2 separate regions of the Triticum aestivum genome follow, and region 2 is linked to region 1. Evidence: chromatin contacts called from public Hi-C data. All regions are on one chromosome and are shown on one strand. Each heading gives the region's core, a stretch centred on a gene start, on an enhancer-like site or on the middle of the called end of the contact. The rest is flanking DNA. Distances are from core to core; before and after follow the strand shown.

Region 1 (6,580 bases), core at 1,839-4,338:
CAATGCTACTGCAGAGATCATGTATGATAGCCCCATTTGAAATGAAGCCTCCTGCACACGATTACAGAGATGTATAAGTAGTGGTTCAAGTGAGTCGAAAGAGGTTCACTATTATTTAACAATAAAAGACCTGATAAGCAATTAATCCAGCATGGAGGCCAAAGAAGAAGCTGCTAAGAAATGATGCAATCACTCCTGCAATGACGGCAAGCGGCCACAATATAATGGCCAAACCAGCGAAAGGGACACAAACAGTCTCTAGAAAAGGCCCTTCCCTCCCTACTAGATCCTCGCAGAGTCTTTGCCATCCTTTCAACAACATGCAGGGGCTTTTCCACAATGCCACCCCAGTAATCATCAATACATCCAGAGGAACGGCAACCAGCGCAACAAGGAAGCTCCGCGGTAGATAAGACAACCTTCAATCATAGAAGACAAGCAGAATGTATTAGTGCTAGAGGATGTTTCAAGGTGAGTGCATAATTAGGACCCGATTCTCCATTTTGACGACATGAATATTTAACATGTCATATACTTGATGTCAGTAGGTTCTTCGTCATCCCCCATTTTCTCGGAAAGCTCGTCCATGAAGGAGAAGTATGAGTGGAAGCAGAAGTCGGTAACATCACGCACCACCATACAAGCTCCCCTTATTGTGCTAGCAGTACCATCCTGTGACATAGCATTACTCCGTTAATTGGACGCATTATTTTGATTTGTAGTACTCCCTCAGACTCGGAAAAGAAGGCACACACGCTTTTCAAAATTCAAGTTCAAACATGAATTTAACCAATAAATTTTGGATTTTGTGCCACAAAAATTATACCATCAAATTTGTGTCCACTGGTATAACGTTGATGGTCAAAATTAAATCTTGAAAAACATGCATGTCCTCATTTTGAAGTCGGGGTAGTACATCCAGAAAACTTAATGAACCAAATCCACATTCCAAGTTTCAGCAGCACGTACGTACCAAAAAGCAATGAGAGAGCTTGTCCGCGACACCCTCGCCAACAGCCTCAAAAGTCGCCATGAGGGGAGTGAACACTCCATAACCGATACCAACCAGAAGGCTCCCTACAATGCCAAGCACCGGCAACAGGAGCAACGGCAGTGGCAGGAATACCACGGCAAGGATCTTCAGAACCGGCCCAATTCGCTTCGTGCTACAAACCAGAGTTTGCAGAATAGTTTGATCACATACGACCAACACAACGTTTCACTCAAACTTATCCAGCAAATTTTAACTCGTTTAGGAATTTAAATTTGTTTAGGCGTGCAGGCATTAAAGAGAAAAATGTGGGGGGGAGTCGGCATGATGAAAAAAACTGAAGATGTAGTGGCAAAGTGTGGTGTAGCAGCATGTAACGGTTTTCTCTAGAAAACGTAGACCGCCTGGGTGCCCATATGCGATGAACAATACAAAACGGTTTCAGCCTAATCCAGGCCATTAATTCCTGAACCGAGCACATCGGGTTGTGGCACATGTGTATAAAATGCCCGGTCTGGACCAAGCGCTGCAGCCACACACCAAAACACTGCAGCGAGGCCTGGGGCCGGAAGGGGAAGGGATAGTGTGGGAGCAAGGTATGTGCTGCTAATGTGTTCATCCTCGATCTTCTTCTCCTCCTAAGATATAGTTTCCTCAAGTGCTCATCCATTTCCCTTCCCCTTCAATGCTTGTACAGGACATCCGTGGAGATGGGCCGTGGGCGATCAAAGGCGTACTCGCCAGTACCTGCTCCCAATGGAGCTCCTTCTTCCATGAAGAGGACACCAGTTGTGAACACGGCGTTACTTCAACTCCATCATGCTGCACTTGTGGGGTACTGGAATCCTCTTTGTCATCAAAGGTGTGTTTGTTGGTACCGGCGTGGAGGATCTGTTCAAGTTTAAAAGTGCTAGGGAACAATAACCGCATTTTCAGCATGGTTCCCATTTTTAGGATAGATCCAAGAACCATGATGATGGACATGGGGGGTGCCCTATAGCTTTGGCTACTTTCCTAGAATTGCGGCTGTTGGTTGGATCTATCCTAATGAGAGCCATGGGGAAAATGCGGTTGTTGTTCCTAACACTTTTAACTTTTAACTTGCACAGATCCTCCTTGCCGATACAAGCGAGCACACCTTTGATGAGAGGATTCCAGCACCCCGCAAGGGCATGATGGAGTTGAGCGCCGTGCTCACAATCGGTGTCCTCGGGAACAGGCACTGGCGAGTACGCCTTCGATCTCCTGCGGCCCATCTGCACAGATGTCCTGTACAAGCATTGAAGGGGAAGGGAAAAAACGATGAGCACTTGAGAAGACATACATCTTAGGGAGGGGAGAGGAGGATGAAGACACACTGGCAGCACATACATTGCTCCTACCCTATCCCTTCCCCTTTCCCTTCCGGCCCCAGGCCTCGCCGCGGTGTTTTGGTGTGTGGCTCGGCTGGCATTTTATACACATGTAATGAATAAACGAATAAAAAATGTGGGGAAAGTAAGTCGGCATACGCTAGCACGCAGCAGTACGTCCAGACGAAATGCGCAGGCCACAGGCCGATGATGACGGCTGAATCGCCGAGGAAAACGATGGCCGCGACGACCGGGCCGATCAAAAGAGCTGCAAATAAAAAGAAACACGCACACTTTCTCAGCCATCGTCAGGATGGGTATCAAGTATCATGAACACAACGAATACTACTCCGACTTGGAGGACAAGGCAGCGGTAACCGCCTCGGACATTAGAGGACAGGGGGAGGCGGGGATGGTGTTGGTTGGTTACCTTTGGCGGAGCCGAGCAGCAGGAGGAGGACGAAGAAGGGCAAGAATGACACGAGGCTCCAGAGCTTGGCGATGAAGCCCACCGGGACGTTCATGGATCAGCAGCAGCCAGCCAACCAGTTGCTTCCTCTTGCCCTGACCCCTGAGCCTGACGAGAACGAACCAGAGCTTGAAACCCAGAGAAAGGGAAGAAGGAAAAGGAAGAAGCCGGAGGTCCCTGTCGGCAGGTGAGAGTCCCGAGCGGTGTGCTGTGGAGCTGCCGTGGCGCGACACGTGCTGCTCTGCATGGGGCGCTCTCCAGCACACGCATAATTTTCTACTCCAAAGGCCATGGCGAGCACACCTGTTTCCCTGCAGCAGATCTCAAGAGTTTCAACGCACAAGGGAAAATTCCTATGACTTGCGCCAATTTGTAGTCATACGCATCAACAAGATTGTGTTCTCGTCTCCTTTTGGTCCATGTTGTGAAGAGAGAAATGAAGATAGGTCAAAGTCAAAAAATACTAGTGCTTCAGCGGCAGGAATCATAGGGTTTCAGAACTGCAGAAACTTGAAAATAGACATTACACGTTCAATTCAAGCGCCTTTGCGTTGGTTAAGTTGACCGGTCACAAACGTCAGGAAATAGGGACAACAGACTTGCACCCCATCAATTATTTCACCCAAAAAAATAGCAGGTATAGCATGTGACGGGAGAAGAGCCTGTAGTAAAGCTTAAGCTAGCGTGCATTTTTTTTTTGTCTAAAAATGCAAACAACAAATTCTGGGGTTTCACTCTTTCGACAAACGCTTGCGGCCCAGATGGTGGTGGCTGGAAACCGGTACACAGGACAAGCAGCGCTCCATGTTCAGATGGCCTCCGCTTCGTCGCCGCCCCCGACAGATTAAAGCTATCATCTATCTTACGTGAATGATCATCTTGTTCAAGAGATCCTTGTGCTCCGGAAAATATTCCAGCAACTCAGCTTTGGTCACCCACGCGTGGTCCTCGCACCTCCTGATGTCCAAATGCGTGGTGCCGATCACTTGCGACTTGAAGAAGAACCGCTGCTAGATGCATATAACAGGATTAAGAGACCATCGGGTGACACTGCATCAAAACTAATATGCCGATTGCTTGACAAAATGCAAACAAGTCTTCTTTTAATCAATGATACCCGTCCTATGTGTATTCTAGTACTAGTAGAAGAAGAAAAAATGGTGAACCAAGAAATACCTTGAATGGTGAAACAGTGGAATCCTCTTTTTGTTCAGTTACCATGTGAGCCATTGGAGCGTTGCCAACAAAATATGTATTGTCGAGCCCGCCGAGAACAGATTTTAGGGCTGACTCGGCACACTGAAATCAAATACACACAATATGAATACGCATGATACTATGAAACTACAATTTTATACTACCAGAAATTTATCAAATAATACTCCCTCCGTTTCTTTTTAGTCTGCATATAAGGTTTGGTCAAAGTCAAGCTTTGTAAAGTTTGACTAACTTTATATTAAAACATATAAACATTGACAATATGAAATCAACATTATCAGATGCACCACGAAATGTATTTTCATACTATATAGTTTTAATATTCTAGATGTTCATATTTTTTTATATAAATTTGGTCAAACTTTGTGTAGTTTGACTTTGACCAAATCTTATATGCGGAGTAAAAAGAAACGGAGGGAGTACAAGGAAATAAACTGGAAGTGAACTAAAGCATGGATCATCTAATAAAAATTAGAAGGCTTTTTTAGGAAGTGCATACCAAACGCAAAGAGTCTTCATTTTCATAAACTTTTTCTGGAAAATGCCAAACAGGCTTGCCATCAGGAGCCCCAAAAGTTTTGCCATACAGGAGAAGATAGAGCTTATTATCCAGAGCTCGTTGTAGTGACCTACAGAAAACATTGGATTAGCATAAGTTTACAGTGTTATACTCACAGAGCAGCATTGTCATGAAAGTTGGTTCACAATATATATATTTGAGTTTCAGGACATGATGAGTGTTTTGCAGGTAACACAAAATATCAAATAAGATACTGCTGTATGAGCTATGTCTACCATCTTCGGGCTAGGAATGAGTAAAACATAAAAGAGCTATCCAGAATACTAAAGATAAAATTATGACAACCATGTGTATATTTATAACTGCTGGTGATGTGGACAGGATGGTATCGGTTTGCATAGCAGAAGGAACAGTGCAGACCGCCCTTCCTATTTTCTCAACTATGGGCAAAAGCCGACTATACCACTCCATCACCAAGCTTTTCTTCGTTACGCTTGGTAAACATGCTTTCAAGGTTCATGCCAAACACACTTGCCCATCTTACCCAAATCCAAATGGAAACAATATGATCAAATCATCCTTTCTTGGCTACCTTGGTCTCCATTGAGATCTCTGATATAATATGAATATTGATGTGACTGCCAAAACAATTAAGGAGAACTACTCTCACAGCAACAAGGATGAGTCACATTGGCACGCTCACATCCAAGGACACATTGCCACAAGTTAAATGGTGCTAGCCAAGCAGCCGCCGTTGCCAACCTTCATCGAGGTGCTTTACTCAAGGAACATGTCACATGAAAGTGAGTGCAACTCGATGAACCTTGGGAAGGCCGACAGCCTATGGCAGAGGCAGAAATATAATCTGTGGGGTCAACCCTGAAACTTCCAGCCTTCCAAGGAGGGGAGACTAGCTAAGTGCGTAGAAGAATTGTTAGACTAATCACCGAGCTATTCATACATGTATATGGTGATAGTGCACAACGCATCAAAGCGGATTTGGCGTGACAATGGTGTATCTACCATGATTTACTATACCATGCTCCTACTGACATACATCAAAGGCCAACAAACCTAAGTACAGTTACATAATTACAAAGGAGAGAGAGAGGGGGGAGGGGGGAATGAAATCCGAAAACCCTAGAGTTTTAGGCCTAGGCTATAGAGGAACAATAGCAACAATCCTAGACTTCAGGCTGGGCTTAACCATATGCACCAGCAGAGAAAACACTTCTTTGAATCTGGACACGCAAGAAGGACAGGATGGCGGCACACTTCGAAAAAGCTCATATTTTCCTTTCTTTTAATATACCTTCATCCATCATAGGTGTAGATACACCTAGATTGACCAGGACATTTAGCTAAATTCAAAGGGGATCTGGTACACAGGTGTATCTAAGCCTATGATGATCAAAGTACTTGTAATATTCAAAACAGTTCAGAGTAGTAGTGTATAAATGTAAAGGAACATGCAAAAAAATTGTACAAACTGACTTGTACAGTGCTGTAAAAAGGAAAAAAAAGATTTCACTGTAGCAGCAATTTTTGTCTTCTTTGTACAAAACAATGTACAGGTCAATTTGCATAGTTTTGCATGTACTCTTACATATACATCTACTAATGCCTGTGAAGCGTTTGAATATTTTCTGAATTGCACAAGTACCTTAATCCATCATAGGCGTAGATACAGCTAGGCTGACCAGGACATTTAGCTACAATGAACTGGTGGGTTATATAGTAAGCTTACAAGCAAAGCTCAACTAGATCTATCCTAATTCACAAAGGTTGTGGAGGTGAGTCACAGCGTGCATGTGACACAGACAACCCATGAACAGTAGATGGCCATGTTCATACACTACATACGTAACATGCGTGTTGGATGACTTGGCTTGCTGCACTTCCCTCCATGTCATGCATTAGGATAGGTCTAGGTGCTACCTTCACTTGTGTGTCTATGCACGGACATGTTCAACATAGCATGTATCACAGGCATGCTAGGTGACATGGCTTGCTGCACTCCCCTACACAAT
Region 2 (7,001 bases), core at 1,330-3,829, 250 kb after region 1:
GGATTTGACACGTTCGTAATGCTTATCTACTGGACTTTATGGAAGCAGAGGAACGCGAGGGTGTTCGGATCGGGCCAGATCAAGAACGAGTGGGATACGATGGACATGATCTTCGACGACTTGAGGACTTGGGCCACGGCAGGAGCGTTTGGAGGACAACCTGTATCTGAGTAGTAGAGTAGCGTGAGGAGTGGAGTGAAGGCTTGGTTAGGGTCGGATTGTGACTCTTAACCAGCGCTATTGTAATCTCTTGTACATATTTTTCTCTCTTCTATAAAGCTAAAGTACACCTTTGGCATACCCTCGAAAAAAAGAAATAGCCCGATAAAAGAGTCACCCCTTCGTGCCCGCGTGGCCCAAGGATTCTCGGCCAGGTTGGTCTGAGGAGTAGCAGCCCGATTAGAGCATCTCCAACAGCCACCGAACGCGCCGCGCGCTAAAAACTATTTTGCCGCGCGCCCATCGCCTGGTTTGCGCGGCGGGCAGCGCTGGCTCCAGCAGCCGTGCTAAAATGCAGCGCGCGCGCAGCTCCTGCAGCGCGCAAAAATGCAGCGCGCGCGACTCTCGCACAAACAACATATGCATTCCAAAATAGAAGCAAAAAGATCAAACACAAACAAAATAAATCAACAATAAATAGTTCAATTTCGTTATTACAACTCAAACAAACAGTTTATCATTCAATACAACAAATAGTGCAATAACACAACAAATAGTTCAGCAATACAATATCGAACACACAAATCATGATGCTCTTTGTCGTCCATTCCATGCCCACCACTCCTCAATGAGATCCTTCTGAAGATCATCATGCACCGCGGGACGTCGAATGGCATGATAGGAGGCAACAAAACGGGCCACCCTTTCAACCCTCCGTCGCACTCGCACGGGATGTCCCAAGAGTTCATACTGAGAGTAGTCTATATCTTGGCCACGCTCATTCTCGATAATCATGTTGTGCATGATCACACAAGCGTGCATGATGTACCAAAGCATTTTTTGATCCCAAAATCTAGCCGGTCCTCTCACAATAGCAAATTGGGCTTGCAAAATCCCAAAAGCTCTCTCCACATCTTTTCTAGCCACCGCCTGAGCATTGTGGAAATCAAGATTTTTCTTACCTTCCGGCTTTTTCAACGGCTTCATAAAGGTTTGCCACTTTGGATAGATGCCATCCGCTAGATAATAGCCATAGTTGTATGTACGACCATTTGCTACAAACTGCATCGGTGGCAAATCACCATTTGCAATCTTATTCATCAGTGGTGACCGGTTGACAACATTGATGTCATTCAAAGATTCAGGTATTCCAAAGAATGCATGCCAATCCAAGTCTCTTGATCAGCCACCGCTTCAAGGATTATAGTGGAACCCTTTTTTGGCCGTGGAATTGCCCATTCCATGCCTTTGGACAATTCTTCCAACTCCAATGCATGCAATCTATTGAGCCAAGCATACCAGGGAAGCCGCGAGCTTTGTTCATCTCCAATGGCCTTGCGGCGTCTTCAGCATTGGGAGATCTCAAATACTCCTGGCCAAACACTTGCACAATTCCGACTGCGAAGCGCTTGACACACATGATGGCTTGGCTCTCACCCATAGCCAAGTGATCATCAACTAGATCAGCCGGGATACCATATGCCAACATACGCAAAGCGGTTGTCACCTTTTGAAAGGTGCTATGCCCGAGCTCTCCGACGGCATTCCTCCTTTGTTGAAAAAATCGGTCATGGCTCGCTAGTTTCTCTGCAATGCGCATGAACAACTCGGTGCTCATCCTAAACCGGCGACTAAAATACGACTCGGGGTATGTGGGATTCTTCGCAAAATAATGCCTGATTAATCTGTTGTGGGCATCGATCCTATCCCTCCAAATTTTCTGCCGATCCATAACCGAACCACCGTGCTTTGGTTTTTTATTGATGTGCATAGCTAGGATCATTGCAAGATCCTCCTCCTCTTCCATATCAAATTCTTCTTCGGAAGAATCATACGACGAATTCATCTACAATGTTCAATACTATGCTATAAAAACTACAATCAATATGCATCAAATTCATGAAGTTTGAGCAATACATACCTTGTAGGCGTTTTGTCGAACACCTTGCGGGCGCCGAGCGGCAGCGAGCGCCCGGGCGCTGTTCGTCGGAGGACGGATGCGCGCGAGGGGCGGCGGTGACTAGAGGGGGGCGGAGGAAGCCGCCGCGGCGCGGGGATAGGCCGGGGAAGCGCCGGAACGGTTGCCGGGTGGCGCGGGCGGCGGCGGCGCCGCGGCTGGATGGGAGGGTCGAGTTGCGAGCGAGCGCGCGGGGGCGGGCGCAGCAAATAAGCGGCGCGCGATGAAGTTTCGGTCCGCGCGCTGAACTAGATATGCCCCGCGCGCGTTTTTTGCGCGCCCGCTGGAGCCGGCTGTTAGAGATGCTCTTACATTGGACTTGACCGTAAAAGACGGGAGGCTACGCAGTGCGGGGATGCTCACGGTATCTGGGACGTTGAAACAGCCGTCAGATCGCTGTGGAAAGCCGTAGGTGGTTAACTACTTTTTTTTTTGGAGGGATGGTGGCTAATTACTTGTTTTGTAATAGTTCGATCCTGATTCCTGATTCCTGAAGCCGCCGCACCCAACCTTCTCTCGTCCTGATCCACCCTAGCCAGGTGGCCAGCCAGGCAGGCCCCTCGCGCAGCCGGCCTCCCACTCGCCGCTCCTCAGGCCGCCGCACGGAGCTCGCCCCGCCGGCCACCACTCCGCCACCCGCCGCAGGAAAGCGAGGTCCTAGGTGCGCCCCTCCTTCCCCCCCTTCCCGCACTCCTTGGTTCTCGCTTCTCCCGGCTTTCGGGTTCCGCGGAGCCCTCCCTTTGCTGGTTTGGATCGGGGGCGTGCTTGTTGCCGCGTTTGTTGATTGGGCACGGGGAGGCTCGAGTCCCGGATATTACGTGGGTGCTGGTTCGGTGCCGTAGCATTGCATCGATGCGGTCGTCCGTTCCGTGATTTGGGCGTGATTGGTGGTGGTACATGCTGTTCGGGCGCGGATACGTCGTGGCCATGAGCTTGCTAGGGTTGGGGGCGCGGTGCAGGGGAGCTAGCATGTGGCGGTTAGTGCTGAGATGAATCTTTATTTTGAGATGGGGAAGGGGTGCTTCCATGGGAGATGCGGGGAAGATGACGAGACTGTCACTGCCTATGATAGCTAGGATGTGGAAATATTAGTGATGTTTAAGGGAATCAGGACGATGTGGTGAATACCTGAATTTCTTGTCTAACAATTGTTGCCATTCTGCAGTTACCGGAAGAGTTGGGAATGGAGGGTGCAGCGACGGAGAACTCGACGGTGCCCATGGTGGCTCCGGAGGCGGCTGACCATGCAGGTCAGCATGTGGATGGTTCGACGGTGCCCATGGTGGTGCCAGAGGCGGCTGTTGACGCAGAGCAGCATGTCGAGCGCTCGACGGTGCCCATGGTGGTGCCAGAGGCGGCTGTCAACACGGACCAGCATGTCGAGGGCTCAACAGCGCCCATGGTGGTGCCAGAGGCAGCTGTCAACGCAGACCAGCATATCGAGGGCTCGACAGTGCCTATGGTGGTGCCAGAGACAGCTGTCAACGCGGACCAGCGTGTTGAGGGCTCAACAGTGCCTGTGGTGGTTCCAGAGGAGGCTGTCGACACAGACCAGCGTGCTGACGCCGTGGCAGCGCCCATGGTGATGACTGAAGCAGATGTAGATGCAGACCAGCGTGCTGACAGCGTGGCAGCACCCATGGTGACGACTGAAGCAGCTGCTGACGCGGATCATCCTATCGAGGATGCGGCTACCCAGGACAGGAAGCACGGGTAATCCATTCAAATTTATGTGGCCACTGTGGTTCTGTAGATCTAGCTTTAATTATTGTCCTTTTCCTTTTCACGAGAAGCTTTCAATGATTGTTAGGTAGTGAAACTTATATGTGCATGCATGGGTACTTGGGTAGAGATGTAGAGTACAGAGGATAAAGATGCCCATGTTACCTGGACAATAATTGGGTATCACTGAGGGATGTGTGACGCGTGGCTATTGCTGCATTGGTTGTTCGTATGAGCTTGAAGCGAGGCCAGGTAGATGCTTGTGCATACCAGCTAACCTGAATGCAAGTAAAGTTAAAGAATGGTGAAATAAGAATCCAACAACCATTGTGGCGACACACATTTTCCCGTCCATTAAACACGCAATCACTTCTTTTCTCTTGCAGACTCGCACTATCACATCACCCCATGGCTATGCCTTTTCTTTGGGGTCATTCTCACTTTCTTTTCTGTATGGTTTGCATTCAAATGTTTATCCAACCCTGTATTTCCCTAGAATTTGTAGTTTGTTTAGATCTATTACATCACTACATTGTGATCGCTGTCTTTTCCCATGCCATATCAATACTGTATTGGTGATGTTGTATATTCATTGTGATCGCTGTCAGCTTGTTGCCAAGTTGGTGATATGCTTGAATAGAACCAAGTTCGTAATTCCATATTGCTTCTGATTTCAACAAACATAGAAATTGCATTAAATGTTTATGAGTGCAGAGATGTGTGCATCTTCTTTTCTTCGAGGAACCATATATAGGCATTTTCTCTCACCTCACTCACACGGGAGGTGGGAGAGTGTTCACTTATATGTTATATCAAGACAGATTGTATGTGTGAGGAAAATATGAGCACTCACCCATACAAGTATAGATGGTTCACACTAATGCATATTCAGTGCATTTCAAATATAGAAATAAAAATCTGTTTGGACACAAGATAACAGAACAAGCAAGTACATACCTTCCCCCCTTTCATGTTCTCACACTCGATCTGCATCGGGTTAAGTTTATTTAACTAGTCAGTGATATATTTGGCCTTTAAAATTCATGCTATGACTGTAAGATGGAATTATTTTTTCTTGCAACACATACATATACTCTTATCTTAAACTCATTGACTTAAAATTGCAGTAACATAGCTAGACATTTTGATATTTCAACTTGTTAATATTTAAATACACAATTTGCTGAATCCAGTTTTTTTATTTGGTTCTAAACATTTGAAAAATGTATTTCATTATATAGGGATGATGAAGGAGTTGTCAATGTTACTCCTGAGGAAATGAGAGCCATCATCGAAGTTATAGCTGAGACGGGGAAGTTCTGGTATAATACTGGATCCATTGCCCCCTAGATTCCAATCCCTGATGAATTTACATACTTTAAATCTTAATTAGAGGTTCTTGAATGTTGCAAGCAACTTCATGCTTCATATTTGTGTTCAGGTCTGCAATTTGTAATTCAGTTTTCTTCCTGATGTGTTTTCTCTTTGGATAAAATGTGTTTCATTGGGTTAATAGCTATCATTTGAAAAGAAGTAACCCCCTTAGTGCTACTTTTAGTGATTTTATTCTTCTAGGTGAACCAAACTTTAGGTTGATTTAGCTGTTCACGTGTTGTTTTCAAGAGATATGGTCAGGGGCATTTGGACAAAATTACTATAGTGGGATTACTTCTACTCTTGTCCTTGGGATTAACTTCCGTCTTACAGGCACGACTGGAGTTTTCTCAAGAGATTGTTGTCTCTCCAATTGATGCAGGTATGGGGAGGTATGGCATCAAAAAGTTTCACATTGTTTCTAGATCGTAGTATTGGCTATGTTCATCAGATTATAGTAGCTTAACTTACCTTCTAAACTGATTTCCATCATTTCACACATCAAGGTCTTGGGTGAATATTCTGAGGCTCAAATGGTGATCCGAGAGGACGGGCAGCAACAGAATTCCTTGTTTAGAGAGACGCACTCAGAGCTGTTTAGCCAGCTCAATGATGGTACTGTTATGAGTCTTCAGTTTGTCTCAGTTTCTACCAAAGATAATTTGTCTCGAGTCTTAATTTGTTGCTGTTATGATGTTAAAGTTTTAACAAAATTCTCTATATTGTATGATACGTATATGTAATTCTCAAACCCTTATAATCTCATATGGTCCCAGACTCCTTGTGTCCTCTCACTAAGTTCAGCTTATTAAATTCAGTATGGTTCATAATCCAGGCGCAATTCATGTTGACCTTTAAGAATATGAATTGGACACTTTTATGTCATTGCAGTCCAGGCACAAATATACTGCTGGACATCTACTTCTAAGAACATGAATAAGAGAGCATGTTTGGGAAATTTCAGTTATGTTACTGAAATTGTTGGCGTGTTGTTTCAGAAATCCCTGACATGTTTTTCTATCTTATACTTTGGAATTATGTCGCGCAGTTAAAATAAGGGCAGCATTAGATGGGTTTTGAATTGCTTGTGGGTATGGCACGTTGCTAGAGTTCAATTGTACTCCCTCCGTCCGGAATTACTTGTCGCACAAATGGATAAAAATCGATGTATCTAGGACTAAAATATGTCTAGATACATCCATTTCTCCGACAAGTATTTCCGGACGGAGGGAGTATGTTTTTTCCACTGGACACCTAGACTCAGTTTGGTCTCAGTGTGATGTGTTTATTTTCAAAGCTGATGTGGACAAACTTCTCTGGCAGTTCTTTGGCTAATCATATTTAGGTTAAAATAAATTCTTTGGCAGTTCTTTGGCCTGCCCCAACTTGTTTGTGACTAAGGGCTTTGTTGTTGTTTGTTTTATTGTTTCAGATATAACTTTATTTTCTGTTAAAAAAATAGCTAGCCTTAGAAGTGGATCTCCAAAATGTCCTAGTGTGATTCTACTGAGATTTGCACACTCGAAACAATCATAATGGAGCCTTAGAAGTGGATCTCCACTTGAGTTCATAGAAGACCTTGGACATTTGTTGGTTCAACTTCAATATAGATGTTAAGAGGTGATATCTGATGTACTTTCTGTGGACCATGCTATATCTGTGATCATTTTGTTTGTACATTTCCGCAGCTCTCTTGAGGTTTGAAGAGGGTCCTCCGTTTACACTTCAAAGGCTTTGTGAGGTGATGAATTTTCCCTTTGAATCCACTTCTAAAGTTTCTATTAGTGAT

The links. A called contact is a pair of places that touch in the nucleus more often than the background predicts.
Region 2: a contact with region 1 is called in a Hi-C map of leaf, with 3 times the contacts expected there. The contact joins the promoter of LOC123164664 here to the promoter of LOC123165301 in region 1. A contact is called at or near these places in 2 of 5 Hi-C or Micro-C datasets (both in leaf).

Annotation. Positions count from the first base shown.
Region 1 is chr7D:184,256,635-184,263,214 of IWGSC CS RefSeq v2.1, forward strand. LOC123165301 reads right to left here and starts at 3,089. Exons shown (of 10, transcript XM_044582928.1): 1 at 2,774-3,089; 2 at 2,503-2,611; 3 at 974-1,166; 4 at 536-672; 5 at 131-419; 6 at 1-51. The coding sequence starts at 2,867. It overlaps LOC123165302 (39S ribosomal protein L46, mitochondrial), which reads right to left. Exons shown (of 6, transcript XM_044582929.1): 4 at 4,530-4,659; 5 at 3,989-4,111; 6 at 3,305-3,822. The coding sequence ends at 3,670.
Region 2 is chr7D:184,511,817-184,518,817 of IWGSC CS RefSeq v2.1, forward strand. LOC123164664 (serine/threonine-protein phosphatase 4 regulatory subunit 2) reads left to right here and starts at 2,580. Exons shown (of 8, transcript XM_044582210.1): 1 at 2,580-2,777; 2 at 3,282-3,829; 3 at 5,080-5,160; 4 at 5,546-5,594; 5 at 5,719-5,827; 6 at 6,901-6,953. The coding sequence starts at 3,300.